Linked DNA regions of Gossypium hirsutum: regions 1 and 2 are each linked to region 3. A link is a contact called in public Hi-C data. All regions are on one chromosome and are shown on one strand. Each heading gives the region's core, a stretch centred on a gene start, on an enhancer-like site or on the middle of the called end of the contact. The rest is flanking DNA. Distances are from core to core; before and after follow the strand shown.

Region 1 (4,496 bases), core at 865-3,364, 480 kb after region 3:
TAATATTGATTTAAATGTATCAATTCATTATTTTATATATGGATGATATTAACAATTTATGAAAATTAAATCAAAAAAAAATTCAATTTTTAAAATTGTACAAATAAAAAATTCATAACATTTAACATTAGATCATGTACAATATCAAGATTTATCCTCAGTAACATCCTGATCCAGGATGTTATTAAAGTTATTGTTTCACAGTCGGCAACAATAAGCACATCAATTTGCATGTATTCAAGGTCTGGCTGTTTGGTAGATTCTATTGAATATTTCCCTGGGAATGTGAAGAAGCTGGTAATGTGTTATAACTGAAGTTCGATGAGCTTCCTATAGGGTATCATGCAGTCACAATGGGTGAGTTCTTTTTACCATGGACTGCAACAAGATCAACGTGGCTAGATATCATTGAGAGGGATCAGTCGCCTTGCTTACGCTTAAAAACATAAATAAAGCATGTACAGAAAATAATTAAAAATGAGTTTTTAGACAACTAGATATAAGAAAATAAGTTTACAGGGTCACTACCGTTTCGCCAAAACCTCTCAGAAACATGTTATAAGTAATAGAAAGATGACATTAAAACTACAATGTCAAACAAAAACCGTGAAAATCTTTCAAACAATAGCATTGGCAGCACTTGCAATTCTAGGCCACAGATCAGCACATTCCTTTCCAATGGGGCCAGTGATAGCAGATCCTGAAAACACCAAATCAATGTGCACCAGTAAGTTCCAAATACCAATCCAACAAAGTAACACTTTCTGCCACTTAGCTACAGATGAATAGCGTAACAAGCCAACAAAAGACAACTGATTTTTCTTAAGTATTGCACTAACCTATGTTTCTTCCCACTATCAATATTGGACACACGCCTTTATACATCACTCTCAACCACACCCAGATGTAACATAATTTTTACTAAGGGCAGAAATTAGAATAGGCACAAAGGCGTGTTCGTTTCAGAATTATGGTATTACCAATAGCAAAATTTCAGGAATCTTCACTTGATCTCAATTCTAACAAGGCAAGAGCAATAGAACCATAGCAAACAGGAAAAGGAACATTTAAAAAGCGATAAGAACAAGATAAACATCTGAAGTTTAGAGCCCCACAAGTACTCGTTGAAAACTTGTAATTTATAACTAGATATAATGAACACGATGAAGTGAGTTGGTTTACCTTTCATTTCGCCTTTGGGGTTGACAATGACACCAGCATTATCTGTAAACAGATAATAAACCCAAATTACATTTTGAAAGGTAAGGCAAATAAATAATAGTAATATGTAATAAGTAATAACTATATCAAATATACCAGCAGACAGGTAACACAATGCAATAGATAAACAACATCATGCTGTTTAGAACTGGCAAATTCCCATAATTCTATGCTTCTCATTAAGAGTAACCAACGATTGAAACCAGCTACCCCATTATCAAACGAAGCAACAAAGATGAAGAAAAAAAAGGAAGAGACAAGAGGAAATGTTTGGACCTTCGAAGTACATGTAGACGCCATCCTTTCTACGCCAAGGCTTCCGCTGTCGGACGATGACAGCTGGCAACACCTTCTTCCTCAAATCTGGCTTTCCTTTCTTGACGGTAGCCATGACCATGTCGCCGACACAAGCCGATGGAAGCCTGTTGAGACGACCTTTGATTCCTTTCACAGAAATGATGTAGAGGTTCTTCGCTCCCGTGTTGTCTGCGCAGTTCACCGTCGCTGCCACCGGCAAACCCAGTGACATCCTGAACTTGTCCCCGCACTACCTCCCCTTCCTGTTGCAAATGAAAAGAAAAATAAACGTCGAGACCAGCGAGGGTGTTGGTTGGAGAATCGGAAAGTGAGAGAAAATGAAGGAAAAATGTTTACCTCGCTTCGACATTCTTGAACGGCTCTGATCCGCTCCGCCGTTTGCAAATATCTGTTTTCTTGAGAAAGGGCTGCTGCTTCATTATATACGCTGGCCTAGGGCTTTACTTGAGATTTTTGGACTATTTGGCTACACTGATTCAGGTTTTCACTTTCTTAAACCAAAACGCAGCGTTTTATTTAAAGGAGATCGAGCCGAGAATGATATCCTCTCCTCCGTTCTTCCTCTAAAAAGATAATTATAAATAAAAATAAAAATAATGAAAACAGTTGCAGAACTTAATAAAGAAACAAAGCAATGCATTGCATTTCGCTGCCCAGCTCTCACCTGCTGTTGCACTCTCCACCCAAAACTACCTTAAAATTGGCATCCCACGTCAGCCCTAGAATGTTCTTGAACGACAGCGCTACTAATAACAACAGCGGTAGCACAAATGGTTTCAGTCTAATAAAAAACGTCTCCCAGCTGCTCTGGGGCGCATCCCTCCCTCCTGGAATTCTAATCTCAACCGTCCGTACAGCATGGACTTCCACGTGGCAGATCATGATGTCCCAACTGGCTCCCTCCGATCCCTCCGGCGCTTACACCAGGCCTCCCTCAAAATTCCGCCTCAACCCAACCGCCGCAACCACCAAACTTCACCTCTACGTGGGCCTCCCCTGTCCATGGGCCCACCGGACCCTAATCGTCCGTGCCCTCAAGGGCCTCGAAGAAGCCGTCCCCGTCTCCGTCGCAGGCCACGGTCTCGACGGCTCTTGGGAATTCAAAGATGTCCCCGACAAGGACAATGATATCCTGGTTCCTACCATGGATAGGGTAAATAGGTGCCGGAATTTGAAGGAAGTTTATAGGCTAAGAAAAGGCGGGTATGATGGGCGGGCCACGGTGCCAATGCTGTGGGATGTAGAGAAGAAAGAAGTAGTTTGCAATGAGAGCTATGATATTATTGAGTTCTTCAATTCGGGTCTAAACGAGTTGGCCCAGCACCCTGGTTTGGATCTCTCCCCTTTGGAGCTGAAAGAGGAGATTGAAGAGTGGAATCGGGTGATTTACCCCAATGTTAACAATGGAGTTTACAGGTAAAAAGAAATTTTGAAAACTTTGCTTGATAAAATTACTTTTAACGTTTAAAACTTCTATGGTTGCATAAATTACCCTAGTTTGTTTGAGTATGATTTGGATGATGTTGTAGATGTGGATTTGCTCAAAGCCAAGAGGCATATGATGTTGCGGTGAGTGGTTTGTTTAGTACATTGGCTAGGATCGATGATCACTTGGGTAGTTCACGCTACTTGTGTGGAGACAGATTGACTCTTGCGGATATTTGCTTGTTTACTACATTGATTAGGTTTGATCTTGTCTATAATGTTTTGTTCAAATGTACGAAGAAAAAGCTGCTCGAGTATACCAACCTTCACGCTTACATGCGCGATGTTTATCAGGTACCGCATGGTTAAATGTTATGAAATTGTTCAGATCATAGCTGTAAACAATCATATACATATATGTCTAAATTTTCGAACCCACTGCACTTTAACCACTCCAACTAAGCTCAAGCCGCAAGTTAATGTGAAAGAATAAGGTGATTTTAGGTTGCTTGGCAGTTCAAAAAAATCCTCAGTTATGAAATGTAGATCATTTTCATTTCTACTTCTGCTTTAGCTTAACTTGGCCTAGAAGACCTTGTTGTTTCTCCATATTTGGGCAGTGAATTTAGTTGGTAATGCTTGTGTAGAGCATCTTGTATCACTCACTATAAGTCTGTTTAGGGGCGAAGAATAGCATCGATTAGGATTCTGTTTTTGTTAAGGTTTTCTGATTTAAAATCTGCAGTACGTAGAACTGTAATGTTGTGCTTCTTATCAGATTCCGAAGGTAGCCGCCACTTGCAACTTTCTGGAAATTATGGATGGGTATTACCGGATGCTTTTTCCGTTAAACCCCGGCAGCATTCGACCAGTTATGCCCTCAGTGTGTGAGCATGAATTCCTCTGTAGACCCTCCGAGAGGGAAGCAATGTCTTCTGTAGGTAAAAGAGTGCAACATGTTTTGTAAGTACCTCCTTAAGTCTAAACTCTTGTACATCTGTTTAATTTTGGTATATAATGTTAAATTGTTAAAATATATTATTTTATGAAATTATGTTAAATTCTGTCACTGTTCATTTCTTTCTTTTGCATTTTGAAAAGCAGAAAAAAAGGTATAAAAAATGAACTCCTTTTACATGCAAAACTTATTCCTCTTCACATTCCAACTATATATATTTTCATTTACCACCATAAACAATAAGAATACAAACACATGATACATAATACAAATGATGAATAAGACACTAAGAATTGATGCTCAGATGTTATGGCCGCAGAATAATCTTAAAAAAGGTGAAAGATAAAATGGCAATAACCACAACACTGGAAGATTTTAAAAATAAATTAAAGATGCATCACTTTGATCAAACTGTTAAAAAATTATATTGTAGCATTGTTATCATCAAATCAACCTGACGATGATCTCTAATAAACTAAGAAACCACTTCCAAGAGACCTGCCACATTAATGATACAGAAAAAGTTAAGTTATAGGCTATCTCTAATAAACTGTTCATCATCTCGAATTCCAAT
Region 2 (4,496 bases), core at 1,945-4,444, 320 kb after region 3:
TATCTTAAGCCTAGCCGAACCCTTTTTACTCTTATAGCAACTCCAAATTCCCACTATTTCACATACTTAACATTATTTTACAACTTATGCAATATAGTCCTTTTAGGTGTTTTCATGCTAACACCTTTCACAAAAGCTGTTTATAAGTCACCCAAGACTGATTTTCTTCCATAAAAACTCAGAAAACATTACAAATCATTTCATGGAAAAACCCTACACTCTTAACTATTTTGCAAAATAGTACCCTCATTTGAAAGCTCATGCTTCAAGGGTCTCAAAAGTACAAAAATATTCAAGAAAAGCCATAAAAAACACTTACTTGTGAAGGCTTAAAGTTGCTGAAATTTCAAGCTCCCAAAAGCCCTATAAAATCGGTGAAGAAGGAGAGGTGAAGGAGATGATATCATACTTTGATTATTTTATTTCTACTTTAGTCAAAAAGTTAAAAATCAATTACCTAACATTGAAAATTTTCAATTCATTGTCCCCTATGACCGGCCACCCTATTTCTAAGGGTCTAATTGCCCTTTAAAGGCCCTCAGTTTTTATTCTCTAGCTATTTGACACTTTTAGCTATCAGTTTATGACTTTTGCATTTTATGCGATTTAGTCATTTTTCTCAATTGAGCTCACGAACATCAAAATTAACTCACCAAATTTTTCATACACTAATATAAACATGCAATGACTCAAAAATAATAATAAAATAATTTATTCAACTGTAAATTTATAAATAATAATAAAATAATTTATTCAACTCTGAATTTATGGTCTCGAGACCACTATTCTGACTAGGCCCTAAATCGGGTTGTTACATGAATGATTCCATCATGAGCATTGGACTAATCAACAACTTGAACTCCTTGACTTTTTGCTTTTGACTTTTCTTCAAGTTTCACAGTGCCAAGGGGAGTGAGGACTACCTCAAGCACATCACCAAAAGTTTTACAATCCTTATCATCATTGTTGATCTCATGTACTCTAACATCATCAACCACCGTGTTGAAAGACTTCATTACCTTTTGAGTGTGTTTATTGTACACTTTAAAGGTTTTATTGTTGCTAGCATAGCTAAGGAAGATTTCCTCATTAGATTTAGAATCAAATTTACCTTGGTGTTCTCCACCTCTCAAAATGAAACAATTACTCTCAAAAACATGGAAATACTTGACTGTAGGCTTCTTCCTCTTCCACCACTCATATAGAGTCACATGAGTCTTTGGTCTGTAACAATGCTAGCTGTCTTAGCCCAAAACCAATGTGAAATGTCCTTACTATTGAGCATTACTCTGGCCATTTCTTGCACAGGCTTGTTCTTACGATCCACTACACCATTTTTATAGAGTGTCTTTGGTGCAAAAAACTCATGTTTGATTCCCTCCTCATTACAAAACTCAGCAAAATCATCGTTCTCAAATTCTCACTCATGGTCACTACGAATCCTCCTTTTCATACCAATAGCTCTCCCTTTTTCATTCATCAACTCCCTACACAATCTTTTAAACTCATCAAAAACATCTTATTTATCTTTAAAAAAAATTGAACCTAGACGTACCTTAAAAAGTCGTCCACACAAACAAACACATATTTCTTCCCTCCTAAGCTTTCTATCTACATAGAGCCAAACAAATAAATGTTCAAGAGCTCAATTGGAACTTTGGTATGGATATGAACCATATTTTGATGCTTCTCTTAATGTTTTTTACCTTTCATACAATTATTACACACCTTAAGAACAGTTCTTGAAAGCTTTGGGATTCCCTAAATTGTTTTATATCTAACTATTCAAAATGGTCATGGACAAGCTTCTCATGCCATAGCTCCAATTTTAAGGTAGTAGCAGTAATGCAATTAATCGATAGCATCACTTTATAACAATTGTCGAAAGTTCAAGCACCCTCCATGATTACTTCATTAGATATAGTGGTAACAATAAACTTATGTTTAGTGAAATTAACAAGTATACCTTGATCACTTAGTTGTCTGATGCTCACCATATTAGCTTTGAGGTAGTTGAGTAGAAACATATTCTTTAATCGAGGCATACCAAAGACATTTAAAGTGCTTTTACTAAGTATCCGACCTTTCGTCCCATCTTCAAAAGTCACCTTTCTAGTAGGAGAATCTTCAAAATCATTCAAATAGGATTGGTTACCTGCCATATGCTGAAAATAGCCATTGTCGAAGTACCATATTCCATCTAAAATTGACTTCATAAAACGATGTGCAACCAACATACTTTTAGTCTCCTTCATCCACACTCATTTTTACTTCCTCACAACTGATATGCCACGGGGAGTGGGCACTTCCTTACACACTGCATTCCTCCATGTTAGATCATGCAACATCTTAAAACAATGAGGTCTTACATGACCAAAAACACCTCAATAATGACAAATCACCTTATGAACAATCTTCTTGAATGTCTTGAATAGCATTGGCTTAGAGCTTTCACCAACTTCCTTTGGACTAGAGGTTTTAACAAAGACGGTAGGACTTGGCATTACATATTTACCCTTATCAACAAAGCCTAAGCTTTCTTTCTTAAATCTCTCCTCCCAATTGCCAAGATCTCATCAAGTTTTCTACCTAAAAACCATGGAGGAGTACAAAAAAAAATATGAGAAAATATAAAAAACTGTGAGGAAGTGCTAAAAAAATGAGAAAATATAAAAAAATAAAAAAATACCAAAAATTATGAGAAAGTACCAAAAAAACATGAAAGAGTACCAAAAATTGGTTGGTCTTAATAAATTTGTTTTTAAATTTATTAAATTTTTATAAATTATTATTAATGTAATTTATTTTACCAAATATTAGTATGAAAAATAAAATTTAAAAGTTAGTAAATTTTCTATAATTTTTTAAAACTAAAAGAGTATATATTGTTCCCAATCTTTATTAGACGAAAGCCTAGCAATAAAAATATTTTGCTATTAACTTAAAAGGTTTTATTAGTAAATGCTTATCATAAGCAAGAAGCGCCGCTAGTTCAGTTATTACCTTTTGATAAATATAGGATTGTTGTCTTGTCGGTGTCATATAATAAAAATAAACTGCACTTGGGTCCCAATCATTAAAGCATAACCAAACTGTTTAACCAGAGTTAGATAATAAATTAATTGCATTTTTAAAATATCACATCATTTGAGCCTCCAACAAAATTATTTATAGAAAAGAAACACCCCCACAAATGAGACGAAAAGGTCAATGAAGGATTAGATAACACCCATACCGCATGTGAGACAACCGACCTCTTTCTTATTTTAGACAATACAAACGACCTCTTTCAATCGGCCTTCTTTCTGATGATGACCCAACAGGGAATCGAGCACGGGTAGATTACTGGCCTATTTTATAAAAACCATTCAAGGTTGCGTAAAGCAGCGAAGCAAAGCAAAAGATTAGCTAAGAAAGAACACCATGGAAATCGGAAACCATGAAACCGGTGATGCTCATCCTTTGCTGAGAGGGGGTAGGAGAAAAACTACATACACCCATGGTTTCTCTTCAGCTCAAATCCGATCACTTGCTGCCACCTGTGAAGCTTTAATCCCTCCTCTCCCACTTGATTCAGCCCACCAGGCTTCTTCCCTTGATGCTTTCTACAAAGCTTCTGGGGCTGAGCCTCCACTTCCTGATGAGGTAATCAAAATCCCAATCTTCATTCCTTCAACTCTTGTTGTAATTAGCTAATTGAACAGTTTTGTACGTGCATATACTTGGTAATGGGGAATTGTTTTAAAATAAACAGGTAGCAGAGATGATGGTGAAGAGGGTGGTTGAACCCAGGGTACTCTCGTTTGTGAAAGTAGTATTGGCAGTTATATCGTTTAGATTGGGCGCATTGTTGCTTTGCGGGTGGGATTGCTGTGACTGGAAATGGCCATTCATTCACAAGTTTTCGGAACTGCCAGTGGAGAGAAGAGAAAAAATACTAATGAAATGGTCAAGCAATGGCCATCATCGCTTACCTCTAAGAGCTGTTTTTGCATTGATCAAAACTTACTGCTTGTTCATCTTTTTCTCCATGGTAAACTCTTTACCTTTTCTATTAATTTTTCCTCATCCATCTTCCTCCTATCTTCTAACTAAAAAACTTACAATTTATCACTAAATTATTTAAAAAAATTCATTCAAATCATTAAACTATTAAAAAGTTTTATATAAATCACTAAATTATTAAGTTTTTTCCTTTTAAAATTTCATTAGTAAACTTCAAGTGATGATTTAACTATTAGTATGGTGAATCAATATACTATCAACGAATAAAAGAATATAAATCTTAAATCCAAATCAATTTAACGGTCAATATCAAAAATAAAAAAAAATTATTTGAACTTTAATTTGCAGATTCGTGTCATCTAATATTGTTTATTAAAAATAACTAAACTGTAGAAGAGAAATGAAAGGGGAGCTTTACATAGGTGTATGTAGTAAAATATATATATAATATCGATTTTAATAGTCTAATGACTTAAATGAAAATTTTTAAA
Region 3 (4,155 bases), core at 1,327-3,826:
TGGATAACTAGCTACAAAATCAATAATTTATCATTGATTCATTCCCCAAAACAGAACAGGAAATAAAAAGGTAATTCCATAATTTTACCTACTGAAATACAGTGCTACTACTAAATTAAACTTGCCAAATATTTCTATTAGTTTTAGCCAGTATTAACTTGTTGTTTCTGTAAGAACTATTAGTATCTTTTTTCCATGCGCTTTGATGATAATCAATCAAGCCAAAAGTATCCAGAGACCCCAAAACAGCAATAAAACAAGGAAAGAAGATGAAGATGATAACAGCCCAGAATGAGAAACCCCAATGAAGAGGACTGGATTGGGAATCTCCGGCTTGCTGCATTTCTTCAGTTCGCCAACGCTTTCACGATGGCTCAATTTCTCATCAACGCACAGTTCTGGATTGCCTTTTAACCTTAACTTTTCACCAAATTTAGCAGTGAAGTTAGCAGAAAAGGGAAGTCTCCCACTTAGATTGTTGTTTTCCAAATTGATTTCATTCACAAACTCCAGAAACCCAAACTCCTCAGGTACTTTCCCGTTAAGCTTGTTGTTATCAAGGCCTAGATAGCATAAGTTCCTCAAATGCAACCCCATGGAAGCTGGGATTTCACCAACCAATCCCATGTTTGAAAATCCTATCCCCAAAATACCCCCTAGATTGCCCCAAATTTCAGGAATCTCCCCTCCTAGTAAATTCCCACTCAAATGCACCTCCTTCAATCTGGTCATTGCAGCAAGAAACAAAGGAACCCCGAAGTTTCCAAAACGGTTAAAACTCAAATCCAAGAAATCCAGAGCTTGTAAGTTGCTCAAGCTCTCTGGGATTTTACCAGAAAACCCATTTGAACTCAAGTCCAGCTTCAAAAGGTGAGTAAGATTACCTACAGAAGAAGGCACATTTCCATGGAATCCATTGCCGCTCAAGTCGAGAATTTTCAGCTTCTTTAGCTTAGACAGATTAACAGAAACCTTTCCACTAAGCTTGTTTCTCGACAGTGTTATCTCTTCAATGTTAGCCAAATCACCGATTGCATTTGGGATAGCTCCATGAATTCCATTTCCGGACAAAACCAACCTCCTCAAACTTGTGAAATTTCCGGTGATGCTACTGAGAGGACCAACAAAAGCTCGGTTGTTTATAAACACAAGCTCTTCAAGAGAGGAGCCGAAAGTTGTGGGGATATCGGGGACAAAAGCTTGGGTTTGGGTGAAGCATTGGTAGAAGAAAAGTTTGCGTAGATGTTTGAAGGAAGTGAAGAGGAGAGGGCTGAAAGTGGAGTTTGGAGAGCAAGATGGGTTTGGTGTAAAATCGGAAACGTACCCGAAACTCAGTTCCGTGACATGGACCGTAACGTTCTTCGTTGTTGGGTCGGTGAAATAATCACAAACAACACCGTGAGGAGGGTAAGAGCAGAGGTCGTCAGGGAAGAGAGTCCGCCAATTGGTGGCTGAGTTGATGGAGGAGAGAACTTGGTAAACTGAGTCCTGCTCAGCCGAGTTGAGGAGGAGAGGTTGTTCCTGCTGCAATGAAATAGTAACTAGAGTGGATGTAAGCGTGAAGAAAAGAGCCAGCTTGAAAATAGAAACAACAGTCATGGTTTTCTCACTGGGAGTGGAAGATAAAAAAGAGATAGAAAACCAAGCAGTGTTGTTTGGGGGGGGGGGGATGTTAGGTTGGTTGGGATGGAAGCGAAAAGAAGGGGATTTTGTTTTTTGGTTTATTGGCACTTGCCATTGCATATATTGTGGAGGACTTGGCCCCCTTGGTCTTGGACTGTAGTGTGTAGACTGTAGACTGGCTCTGCCAACACCCAAAACAACCTAGCTCTGACCCTCTGAATCTCTGACCAACCTAACTTCAAAATTTCTTCTTTTTACCTTTTGTAAAATTTTAACCCCAATTATGCTCAAGTAAACAAAAAGATAAATCCTTAATGGTAGTAAATGCAACTTTTCAAGTGTTGGATCGAAATGCAAAACAAGAGCATCTTTTTCTTTGGGTATATGAGTTCCATTCCAGCCCTGCAGTGGCGTTAATGAAAGCGTCGATCGGTTGGAGAGCTTTGGTTTTAACTCCGGTAATGGTGAAAAAGGATAGCCGACAGAAAAACCTGCGGAGCAAAGGTAGCCGGGGGAAGCCAATAGTGAAGCGCCGCAGCCGCCGACTTACTGTCTCAAAACATGTTTCGTGAAAGCGACATTTAACTGAAAGGGAACGAGGCATGCATGGTGCTACGTGTCCATATTACAGTGGCTTAAGACAAGGACTCGTGTCTTTTGTACGGAAGGGGATCCTTTCCGGAAATGGCCGTGCATGCGAAGTCCCCAATTTCCAGGTAAGTCAACAGTAATTTTTTATTTTAAGTTCTTACCTGCTGTTTTTAATAACAAAATTACGACCAAATATTCACCAAAGGTGTTTTGAGGCCGTAAGTGAAAATGGGCTTCTTCTCTCAAATATTTGAATAAAGTTGGGAGTAAACATGGTTGAAATAGATTTATTTAAAGGTAAAATAAATGAATATAAAATGTAGAAATGCCTTTGAACAGAAGTGCTTTTCAATTTTATGCCTTTCAGATTCTTTGTTGATTCAATTTTATCTACCACTTTAAGTCGAATTCCAATCCCATCTGAGAGCATTTAGAGAAGAAAAAATCTGATAAAATTGAATTGAGCAGGAAGACGAGAATTATTTGAAGTAGCATTTCAGTGTTTGTCACGAATATTCATAGTTGTTGCTACCTTTTATTTTTTATTTCCCTTGTTGTTTTGTTTTTACTCTTCTTTTTGCTTTGTATTGAGGTGTAAATTTTACATTTTTATTTCTTCTTTAGGAAATTGTTCTTTAGATTTAGATGTTTTATGGTTTGTATTTTTACTCAAATTTTGGTTAGTTTTAATTTAATCTTTTTATTATGGCGGAAAAGAAAATAAAAATATATTATATTTTCACTAAAAATTAAAATTCAATCCCATTTCTTTAATAATTTCTTTTGGGTACAGAAAAGAGGCTTAAGCCTTACTATATATATATATTTATAACTAAATAAAAACTCAAAAGAATACAATTGCGATTATGTATTATTTCCAGCAAATAAATAAGAATTCTGCTTCAAGAAAGTAAAAAGTAAAAAAAAAAAGTTTATCAGTTGTTTTTTTCATCACTCAAATAAGTCAATATTAGTACCAAAGGTGCATAAATGTAACTCGTTTAAAAAACTATTCAGAGTTCATAGAGCTCTTTGTAAAGCTTGTTGAAAAACCCGTTGTAGGACTTGATTAATTGCTCTTTGTTGTTCAAAATAATTAGTTTTATTTTTTTAATTTCTAATTGTTCCAAAATCTTTTAAGTTGAATTAATCAAATTCAAATTTTCCCATTCTATCTCAGAATATACATTCACTCGAAACTGATCCGCCTCCATTTCTACTTTTCGTAAGCAGGTCAAGCCTTTTTCAACCGTTCAATAGCCTCTTGCATAGTTCTTCTAAATTTCGAATAGTATTCAAGATCCTCTCATTTTTATTATCCAATAAATCACTTAATAAAAGTAGATTGTCTTTCCATTCATTTTTTATTTAAAAAAATTCTATGATTCCTTCCCAAACTAAACATGAATCTTTCGATTCATTTGACTCTCACACTCAATTATTTCTTATTTATTAAAATTAATCCCCATATTTTTCCTAATGTAATGAACTTCTTTTCTAAAAATAATTTAAATTTGAATAACGTTGTGGAAAAAAAATCATCCTACTGCCTTGTACAACCCCAGATCATCATTTGCAGCTGAAGTAGCCATGTAGCCCGGTGTGGGATTAGCTTCCCTATAAACATGATTAAACTTGATTTCCCATTGTCTCCCTTCATATTTACAACGAGAGCTAAGCTACTAGCATCATCTCTTTGTCGTTAATCATCCTTACTACTAGGCTATTATCACTTTCAAACATTACCTTATGAAAACATTAATTTAGTTGGTATTAATATTGTTGTCAATACAGGAGGACATAAGTTCAAGTACATTCAAATACATTTTATCCTTCTATTTAAGATTTAATGTAACACACCTAATCCATCTCCACGCCGAATTAGGGTTACAGAGTTTGACGTCACATATCAAAACAATTTACTTCACTAAACTATTGATT

What was found. A called contact is a pair of places that touch in the nucleus more often than the background predicts.
Region 1: a Hi-C map of leaf shows a contact between it and region 3, with 3 times the contacts expected there. The contact joins the promoter of LOC107952721 here to the promoter of LOC107952887 in region 3. A contact is called at or near these places in 6 of 34 Hi-C or Micro-C datasets (leaf and petal).
Region 2: a Hi-C map of leaf shows a contact between it and region 3, with 5 times the contacts expected there. The contact joins the promoter of LOC107952882 here to the promoter of LOC107952887 in region 3. A contact is called at or near these places in 11 of 34 Hi-C or Micro-C datasets (callus, hypocotyl, leaf and 1 more).

Annotation. Positions count from the first base shown.
Region 1 is chrA07:41,107,432-41,111,927 of Gossypium_hirsutum_v2.1, forward strand. LOC107952721 (glutathionyl-hydroquinone reductase YqjG) reads left to right here and starts at 2,115. Exons shown (of 4, transcript XM_016887883.2): 1 at 2,115-2,955; 2 at 3,069-3,318; 3 at 3,743-3,927. The coding sequence starts at 2,174. LOC121203930 (small nucleolar RNA snoR137) reads right to left here and starts at 1,452; the gene lies at 1,310-1,452. It also overlaps the pseudogene LOC107952723.
Region 2 is chrA07:40,940,938-40,945,433 of Gossypium_hirsutum_v2.1, forward strand. It overlaps LOC107952882 (long-chain-alcohol oxidase FAO2), which reads left to right and starts at 3,195. Exons shown (of 3, transcript XM_016888082.2): 1 at 3,195-3,645; 2 at 3,755-4,033. The coding sequence starts at 3,424.
Region 3 is chrA07:40,622,199-40,626,353 of Gossypium_hirsutum_v2.1, forward strand. LOC107952887 (piriformospora indica-insensitive protein 2) reads right to left here and starts at 2,577. Exons shown (of 1, transcript XM_016888086.2): 1 at 13-2,577. The coding sequence starts at 1,743. The coding sequence ends at 217.